3 separate regions of the Macaca mulatta genome follow, and all the other regions are linked to region 3. The links are chromatin contacts, called in public Hi-C maps. All regions are on one chromosome and are shown on one strand. The core of a region is the stretch at or near the end of the contact, and the rest is flanking DNA. Distances in the headings are between cores, read along the strand shown. Region 1 holds the start of GSTZ1 (glutathione S-transferase zeta 1). Region 2 holds the start of SLIRP (SRA stem-loop interacting RNA binding protein). Region 3 holds the start of VIPAS39 (VPS33B interacting protein, apical-basolateral polarity regulator, spe-39 homolog).

Evidence for each region. A called contact is a pair of places that touch in the nucleus more often than the background predicts.
Region 1: a Hi-C map of blood shows a contact between it and region 3, with 8 times the contacts expected there. The contact joins the promoter of GSTZ1 here to the promoter of VIPAS39 in region 3. A contact is called at or near these places in 4 of 14 Hi-C or Micro-C datasets (blood, cortical neurons, fetal cortical plate and 1 more).
Region 2: a Hi-C map of fetal cortical plate shows a contact between it and region 3, with 2.1 times the contacts expected there. The contact joins the promoter of SLIRP here to the promoter of VIPAS39 in region 3. A contact is called at or near these places in 2 of 14 Hi-C or Micro-C datasets (fetal cortex germinal zone and fetal cortical plate).

What each region holds. Positions count from the first base shown.
Region 1 is chr7:150,531,225-150,533,924 of T2T-MMU8v2.0, reverse strand. It overlaps GSTZ1 (glutathione S-transferase zeta 1), which reads right to left and starts at 1,450. Exons shown (of 10, transcript XM_077941563.1): 1 at 1,314-1,450. POMT2 (protein O-mannosyltransferase 2) reads left to right here and starts at 1,703. Exons shown (of 21, transcript NM_001260626.1): 1 at 1,703-2,045. The coding sequence starts at 1,798.
Region 2 is chr7:150,928,377-150,931,076 of T2T-MMU8v2.0, reverse strand. SLIRP (SRA stem-loop interacting RNA binding protein) reads right to left here and starts at 1,382. Exons shown (of 4, transcript XM_015144260.3): 1 at 1,277-1,382. The coding sequence starts at 1,373. It overlaps ALKBH1 (alkB homolog 1, histone H2A dioxygenase), which reads left to right. Exons shown (of 7, transcript XM_077941561.1): 2 at 1,471-1,663. The coding sequence starts at 1,481.
Region 3 is chr7:150,676,214-150,678,913 of T2T-MMU8v2.0, reverse strand. It overlaps VIPAS39 (VPS33B interacting protein, apical-basolateral polarity regulator, spe-39 homolog), which reads left to right and starts at 1,290. Exons shown (of 20, transcript NM_001260519.2): 1 at 1,290-1,341. AHSA1 (activator of HSP90 ATPase activity 1) reads right to left here and starts at 789. Exons shown (of 9, transcript NM_001266884.1): 1 at 567-789. The coding sequence starts at 646.

The DNA of each region.
Region 1 (2,700 bases), core at 201-2,700, 150 kb after region 3:
GCCTTACCTAATGGTTAAATGCCTTTGGATTACACCTTTGGATCTGTACTACGAATGACCAAAAGCATGGTAAACGCTGCTCCCCTCCATCACGACCCACAAGCAGGAAACCTGAAATCTCTTAAGCATTTTCTGCTTTCTCTTACCAGTGATACCTATGCAAACCATCCCCCGTTCCTTTCTGCACTTGTAGAACTAAATTTTAAGCCCAAGTATCCATCTCATCAGCACTCCTGGAAGACTTCTGTTTCCAATTCAAATATGCATTCTGATTACTTTAGCAGATTTTATTTTTAAACCATGTCTTACACATGATTTGAGAAAAAGACTCCTAAAATCCCATTTGGAAGAGGGAGGACTATACCTTATTAACGTGACACAAAGTCCCATCTAACGTGCCACCTTCCTTAGTGCCATAAAAGTGGTTCTCAAACTTTACGGCGCGTTAAGACCCATCAGGACCGCTTACAAAAACATGCAGATTCTTGGGCCCGTTCCACCAGAGATGAAGAGTGGCTTTGGAGCGGCCCCCGGGGAAGAACATGTGAAAGCCGTGAAGCTCCCCAGGTGATTGTCATGACTGCCTCTCCTCGCTCGGGGACTTTTTTTTTTTTTTTGAGACGGAGTCTCGCTCTGTTGCCCAGGCTGGAGTGCACTGGCCGATCTTGGCTCATTGTAAGCTCCGCCTCCCGGGTTCACGCCATTCTCCTGCATCAGCCTCCCGAGTAGCTGGTACTACAGCCGCCCGCCACCATGCCCGACTAATTTTTGTATTTTTAGTAGAGACGGGGGTTTCACCGTGTTAGCCAGGGTGGTCTCGATCTCCTGGCCTTGTGATCCGCACGCCTCGGCCTCCCAAAGTGCTGGGATTACAGGCGTGAGCCACCGCGCCCTGCCCAGGGACTCTTACAATACAAACATTACTGGAAGGCCATCTCCTGCTAGGGCCAAGAGAGGAGCATGAAGGGCTGCGAGAAACTGGGAAGCTTGGGGCGACGTTTGGAAGCCCTAGTGGAGGGGTCTGTTAAGGGGAGCAGGGAGGGCGGGGCAGAAATGAAGCGCGTCCGGACAGCGACTCCACCTGGCTACGAACTCCCCACCAGGACCGCCTCCTCCCCCAGCCCAACCCTCCGGGGAATTCGAGACCCAGCGGGCAGCGTGCAGCACGCAGGCGCAGAGCGTGCCCGGCGCAACGCACGGCACGCCGGGAGTCTTTGTCTGCTGGGCGGGCGGAGCAGCTCACCTCTGACCCCGACCCCCAGGGTCTCCAAGTGTCTAACCAGTTTCCCTCCACCCGGGTGCGCGGCACAGACCTTCCCCGCCTGCATGTGGCACTTCGCGCGACCCCTCCTCTAGGCCGAGAAACTTCGCGCCTGGGACTCGCCAGTGAAACTCGACGAGTCAGGCCCGTAGCTTTCGTCCGGGTAAAGCGAGGGTCTGGATGGACTACAATGATCCTTCCGGTCGCCTCTGGCACGCCCAGCCCTCCTGCCACGCCCCGTACCCGGGGGCTGCTGGGAGTTGCAGTTCCCTGAGCCCGACCCCTCCTGCACAGTCCCCCCTCGGGCCGGCCGGCCCTCCCGGTCCCGACATGCTCTGCGCCTCCTGCCGCCTCCTAGCGGCCCGGGCCGCCACCACGCTGCCCGCCCCGCCCCGAGCCCGGGGCCCCGCACTCCGCTGCCGTGGAAGGGAGTTGCATTTCCCGGGGTACCCCGAGCTGCCCTCCTGTGACTCCCTGGCGGGGCGGCTGGTCAGAGTGTGCCTCTGGGCCGGTGGGCGAGCCGGAGGAGGGGGAAGATGCCGCCGGCCACGGGCGGAGGCCTGGCGGAGTCCGAACTGCGTCCCCGGAGGGGCCGCTGTGGGCCCCAGGCTGCTAGGGCCGCAGGCCGGGACGTGGCCACCGAGGCTGCGGCGCGAAGCCCCAAACGGCCTGCCCGGGGCTCACAGCGCTTCGAGGCGGCCGGCCGGTGGGCCCTGCTGGCCTTGGTGACGCTGCTGTCCTTCGCCACCCGTTTCCACCGCCTGGCCGAGCCGCGGCACATCTGGTGAGTGATGGGAGGGACTCGGTGGCCACCATGGCAACCGCGAGGGGACGCCGCCCTCTGATTGGCCCGAGGGTACGGAGGAGGCGGGATCTACAGGAGGAGGGGCGGGGCCGTGGTGGAGGGGAACTTGAGGTACCGGGTGGGTTGGCCTCTGGCGAGGTGCATTCTCTGGGAGGGGGATCGTTTTGCTCTGGTAGTGGGGCAATGGGATTGTTAGGATCTGAGGAAGCAGCCCTCATGTCTTCCGCGTTATGTTACAGTGCATCACCTGGCTTGCAAATTGTGGCTTTTAAAGGTGCTTTCAACTTTCCAAAGAGAATTGCAAATTCTTGGGTACAGAATTTTCTAAGGCCTGAGTTCCGATATCTGCAGGATTTTCAGGCATCAACAGAGGGGAAAATACCTAACTGTACCTTTATCTTATAGGGCAAGGACAGTTTGGGTGTTCAGGTATGGTGACAAAAGGATTTTAAGAGGCAGAACTCTTCCTGTGAGAAGAGATTTATTTTCTTAAAGGTTTAAGCTTGTACTATCCAGATACTGGGTGTCAGAAATGGAACTCTTTTTTTCTTTTTCTTTTTTTTTTTTTTTGAGACGGAGTCTTGCTCTGTCGGCCAGGCTGGAGTACAGTGGCGCGATCTCGGCTCACTGCAAG
Region 2 (2,700 bases), core at 133-2,632, 250 kb before region 3:
CTCAAGATGCTAATGAAACTCCTCAGCCTTTCCATAAAGTTTCACAGGGCCTACGGGAGACTTTACTGGGCTTGGTCTTCACCAAGCACATGTTTAAAAGATGGGGCACAAACCAACCTATTTCCCATTCTACTACTCACGTCTGAGCCACAAAAACTAAAAAGAAACTAAATCTTGCTCCATTTTGTTTAAAGGGGCTGACCTGAAACATGAATACAAAAAAAGTGACCACGAATGTTTATATGTTGGTAAGCAAATATAAAAACCTCATCTCAAAACTGCAACTGACAAAAATTGAAGGTGGTGAAAGATTTCAGAACTAATTATTCCAACCTTTATCTCAAGACTAGGCCTCTCCTGTAAGTTTCAATTTTAGTTATCGTGAAAATAACTATCATTTGCTGAGTACTTACACTGTATCTAACGCATGTCTAAGAAGTTTGCATATAAACTCAATCCTCTCAACAATCCTATGAGCTGGGTATTATTGACTACATTTTATCAATGAGTAAACTGAGGCCCAGTTGTGAGTCATTTTCCCATACTAACTTCAGTTATTCAGGTGATACAACGATTAAATGGCCAAGCTGGAATTCTAACCTCAACGGTCTAGTTTCGGAGTCCACTTCTCAGCCACAATGATATACAACTTCTGTTCAATTGCCTGACAGAAACTTCACAAGTTTCTCAAACTCAACACATTCAAACTTTACTCACCTTCTCTTGGCCTGCTCCTAGCTTCTAAACGAGCAATTCACCAATGCTAAAAACCCAGAAATCATTCCTCCCTTTCCTTTATTCCGTACACTTTCCCATTTAAGCCATCACGAAACGGCATCTAATTTGCTTTTAAAACGTGACTGGATCTGACCACCATCCTTCTACCATCGCCCTAATTCAGGTCCTCACCTTTTAAGTAAATTAATGATACTGCTTTTTAGCTCCTCTCCAAGCCTACAATCTTGCCACCTTGAATCCATCCTCCACACTACAGTCAAAATTATCCCTTCTAAATTGTAAATCTTGGTTACCAAGTAATAAATCTTTACACCAAATCACTCCTAAAGGCAAGAGCTGGTGCATTCGTGACCCCAAAAGCTCAAAGGCCATCCCTAAACGGTTAACTGCAAACAAAATTTCTTTCTGCTCACTTGCATGCTCAGGAGCAGTCTCCTAATTCAGTCACCACGCTGACTTAAGTACCCTGCAAAAAGCAGAAGCTTTGAGGATCGCTTGGACCTAAAAATTCCGCTACTCCCACATCTCCATCACTCACTCGACGCCGCAGTCCAAGGAATTTTTCTCACAAAAGCAACCGGCCGATCGATATTTCTACGCAGCGCCACAGCACCTCTCGCTGCTGAGGCCGCCATCTTTAGACTAAAGGACCTCCTTGAAGCGAGGCCGCGGCCCGGGAAAAAATTTCCGGATCCGGAACACGAGAAAATCTGCTTCCGGATCAGAGAGTACAGGCCGCGAGATGGGGAAGATGGCAGCGGCCGTGGGCTCTGTAGCGACTCTGGCGACTGAGCCCGGGGAGGATGCCTTTCGGAAACTTTTCCGCTTCTACCGTCAGAGCCGGCCCGGGACCGCAGACCTGGAAGGGGTCATCGACTTCTCGGCGGCCCATGAAGCCCGTGGCACGGGTCCTGGTGCCCAAAAGGTAGAGAGAGAGGAGCGGCACGCGTCTCTCCATCGCTTTGCGCCGCTTCTTGGAGGGACTTCCGTGTCTTCCTCGCTTCTTTTCACCTCCAGACCGGTTGTTGTTGAACGATTCCTGTCCTCCTTTGGCAGCAGAGTCGAACTCCCCACTGTCACACTAGCAATAACGCGTTGAGATGCTCGTTTCTTTAGGCGGGCATTCCTGGCAGGGGGGACTCGGTCAGAAGAGCCTGGTAATCCGTGTTTATTTCTCACTGTAACTGTCTCCTCACATTTCTGTTTGGGTTTTTGTAAAACCCCATAGAAAGTCTTCGTAGACGGTAGGGTAGCGTTCTGCAGCTTGAAAAAATGACTCCCGAGGAATCCCAGAACTGACAGATGCGGCGCTGTTTGTTAAGCCGCTGTGGGTAAAACTAGTCCCTCTCTTCTTCTCTGAGCCTTTTAGAAGGAGGTCATTGAAGGATTCTGATAATCCCTCCGTGTTGAAAATAAATGGCAAACAAGTATATATGGAATACAGGCATCGTTATTTCTCTCTACTTTTCCCCCATGGAGATTAAGAAAGGGAACACAGGCCGGGAGCGGTGTCTCATGCCTGTAATCCCAGCACTTTGGAGGCTATGGCGGGTGGATCGCTTGAACCCAGGGGTTCGAGACCAGCCTGGGCATGGCAAAACCCCGGCTCCACCAAAAATACAAAAAATTAGGCAGTCTCCTAACCTGGTCTCAAGTAAATAGATTTTTTTAAAAAAAATTTTTTAAGGGAACATAATGGACAAGAGGGAAAACTGGGAACCAAAACTGTAGTTCAGTATACATTTTCTTTCTTTACAATCCACTTTAACGTTGAGGATATGCAGCCCCTTAATTTGCTCTTGGTGTTGTCCACAGATGTCTAGATGAGGCATCCTTTCCAAGCTTCCTAACAGCTCTGATAAAATTGGGATGCTACAGTATTAAGTATTAATGATTGCATACTTGAGCTCAGCTTTTCAGCACCTTCATTTGTTAGGAAAACAATGGTCTTAGAGTTGTCAA
Region 3 (2,700 bases), core at 41-2,540:
AACCACGGCTGCTCGGCAACCTGGAGTTCCAACACACCTGACCTGACAGTTCCGGGTGAGAGGCCGCAGCTATCTGAGCTCTGAGCACCTGCACAACACGTTCTCAATCTCCCGCGGGACTGCTGCAGCGGTCCCCTATGAATGACTTTTAATTTTACTGCAAGCCGCAAAACAGGAATTACAGACCCCTGGCCTTAGGCCTTTCACAGCTGTCTCCCAACACAATCAAAAGAGGTTCCAGTCTCAGTGACTCCTCTGGCCACGTGTAGTAAGCACCTCTCTGCTCGGGCTGGATGCAGCAGCCAGGGCGTTATCTCCCAGTCTCTCTGACAACCCTCCTCTGGGGCGCTGCCCTCCACGTCCATCTCCCTCCCCTCAAGCACTGAGAAGGTGGCCGGGGAGTGGAGAGGCCTGGGGCTACGGACCCCTGCCACAGGAAGGACCCGCCCCCATCTCCGGACAGGGTTACTTCAGCCCCAGCTCTGTCCGGTCCGAGGTTCCAGGAACCCTGGAACCCTGGCCCGGCCGCAGGTCTCCCAAGGCCGGCCTGCTTTGCTGGCCCTCACCAGTGCCAGTTGTTGACGTTGGTGGCGTCCGCCCGCTCCTCCACGATCCAGCGTGGGTCTCCCTCACCCCACTTGGCCATCGGCTCTCCTATCGCGGCGCCACCAGCTCCGGAGCTGCCGCAGCCACAGCCTCAGGACCGCTTAGTGCCAGCCGCCCGGCAGCGCCTGGAAACTACTAGAAGCGGCCGCAAGCACCTCCTGGCTTGCTTTTCCCTCCACCCCCTCCCCTTCTTAACTTCCGGCTCCTCCCCACTTCCACCGGCTACTTCCGTCCCAACTCGCCGCACCGTGGGTTCCATCTGATTTAGTGTTCCTTCGGACTCCCTCAGGTTCTCCCAAAAAAGGGTCCCGAAACCCAACTGCTCATACAACCATTCCTCACCCATAGGAAAACAAAGAACACGTCTCATTGTTTCCCTGGACCCTAAATCGGCCTTGCTGAGCCTCATGGGACTTGTAGTCTTCTTACGTGACCCGCTGCATAACCGCGGAAGGTCGCCCTGAAGGGAGAGGAAATGACCTAGCACAGTTCGTGGGGTTTCTGGGGGCTGTAGTCAAGAAGCCTTGTGGTTCATCGGGACGGCGCCTGACAGCAGAGGCAGAAGAAACTACAACTTCCAGCATGCCCTGCGGCCTCTTTATTCGCGTTTTCTCCCCGCCCCGCGATTATTCCTTTCTGCCCCCTTCTCTAAGCTGCACAGCCTGAAAAGAGAGGCTGTTCCAGCGGCGGCGGAGGCTGACGCAGTCCTGAGAGGGAGGGCTCTGTGCGTAAGAGGTGAGGGTGTCCCAAGCCCCTTGGGTCGCTTATCTGGCTGAGTCCAGCCTCTCCGCATCTTGATCTTTTCCCCTCTTCTAGGAGGCATCCCTACATCCTACGACCACAGGCCTGATTCTCTTCTTTCAGTCAGGGCGACCCTTGGGCGCTGGAGTACGCTTGGGAATGGGGCTGCGAGTAAGCACCAACGATTGGTTCGGAAGCGGACATTTGGTTCAGAAAGAGCATTTAACTCTGCCAGGGATCCGCTGGGCTCTGACGACTGCGGTAGATCCATGGCTTCCTGGACGTTCACCCGTAGAGTCATCCTAGCTTAACTCATGTTCCCTGGTCTCAGTTCACAAGCCTCACCTGTATCTTCCTGGCTCGGAAGATAATTGAAACCAAGTCTGACTTTCTCAGAAGCTGGTTTTTGGAGTTTTCTGAGGCAGGGAGGATGTTGTGGTTTTCTTGCTGATCCTTCTGTTTTCTTTTGTAAAGTTCCTGTTCTCCCCTGAGATCCCTCACCCTGCCTTGTGGTCTGTCAGTAAACAGGAGACGACAAAGATAAACCTCTGAAGTGTTTTAAATCATGTTGAAGCACCTGTCACTCTTAAGATTGTACCTGATTACTTATAACTCTGGAGCTATTAGATCATTATCTATACTTGTCAAGTAAACCTAGCTTCTCATTTGGCGTTATAAATACAAATTGATGGCAGGTGTCTACTGCCATTGCATGGTTTAAAAGATTTCCAGAAATCCTCTGGCAGGTTATTGTGTTTGTTAGACATATTCTATGTCTATTTGTAGATAACTACTATAGTGAAGGAATGATCTCTAGTTTTCCAGAGAGTGAAAAATAGATAGAAGGACCATGCAGGACACTAGAAATGGTCTAGAAGCCAGAAAGCCTGGATTGTAATTTGAAATAGCACGTAACAAGGTGGCTTTGATACTGAACTCTTTTGTGCCTCCCTTTCCCCGTGAGTAACATGGAAATGGAATTTCCCAGGCCTACCTTACAAGATTGTTCTGAGGATCAAATGAATGACAGATTTATGAACTGACATGTGTGCCAGAGACATTTATATGTTCTGTGCACATCTTCAGCATTTGTGGCCACTCAGAATTTTTGTATTTTTTTTAATTTTTAGGATTGCTAAAAAATATTTTCTTTTTTAGCTTTTCCCAAGGTACTATGATGATGTATTAATAATAAAAGTTACTACTGAGTGTTAATTTTGGGTCGGGCACTAAGCACTTTATATGTATTAACTGGTTTACTCCTCATAACCATTTCTAAGGTAGGTCATCTGTTATGCCCATTTTACAGATGGGGAAACCAAGACAGAAAAATGTCAGTATGATATTCCATAT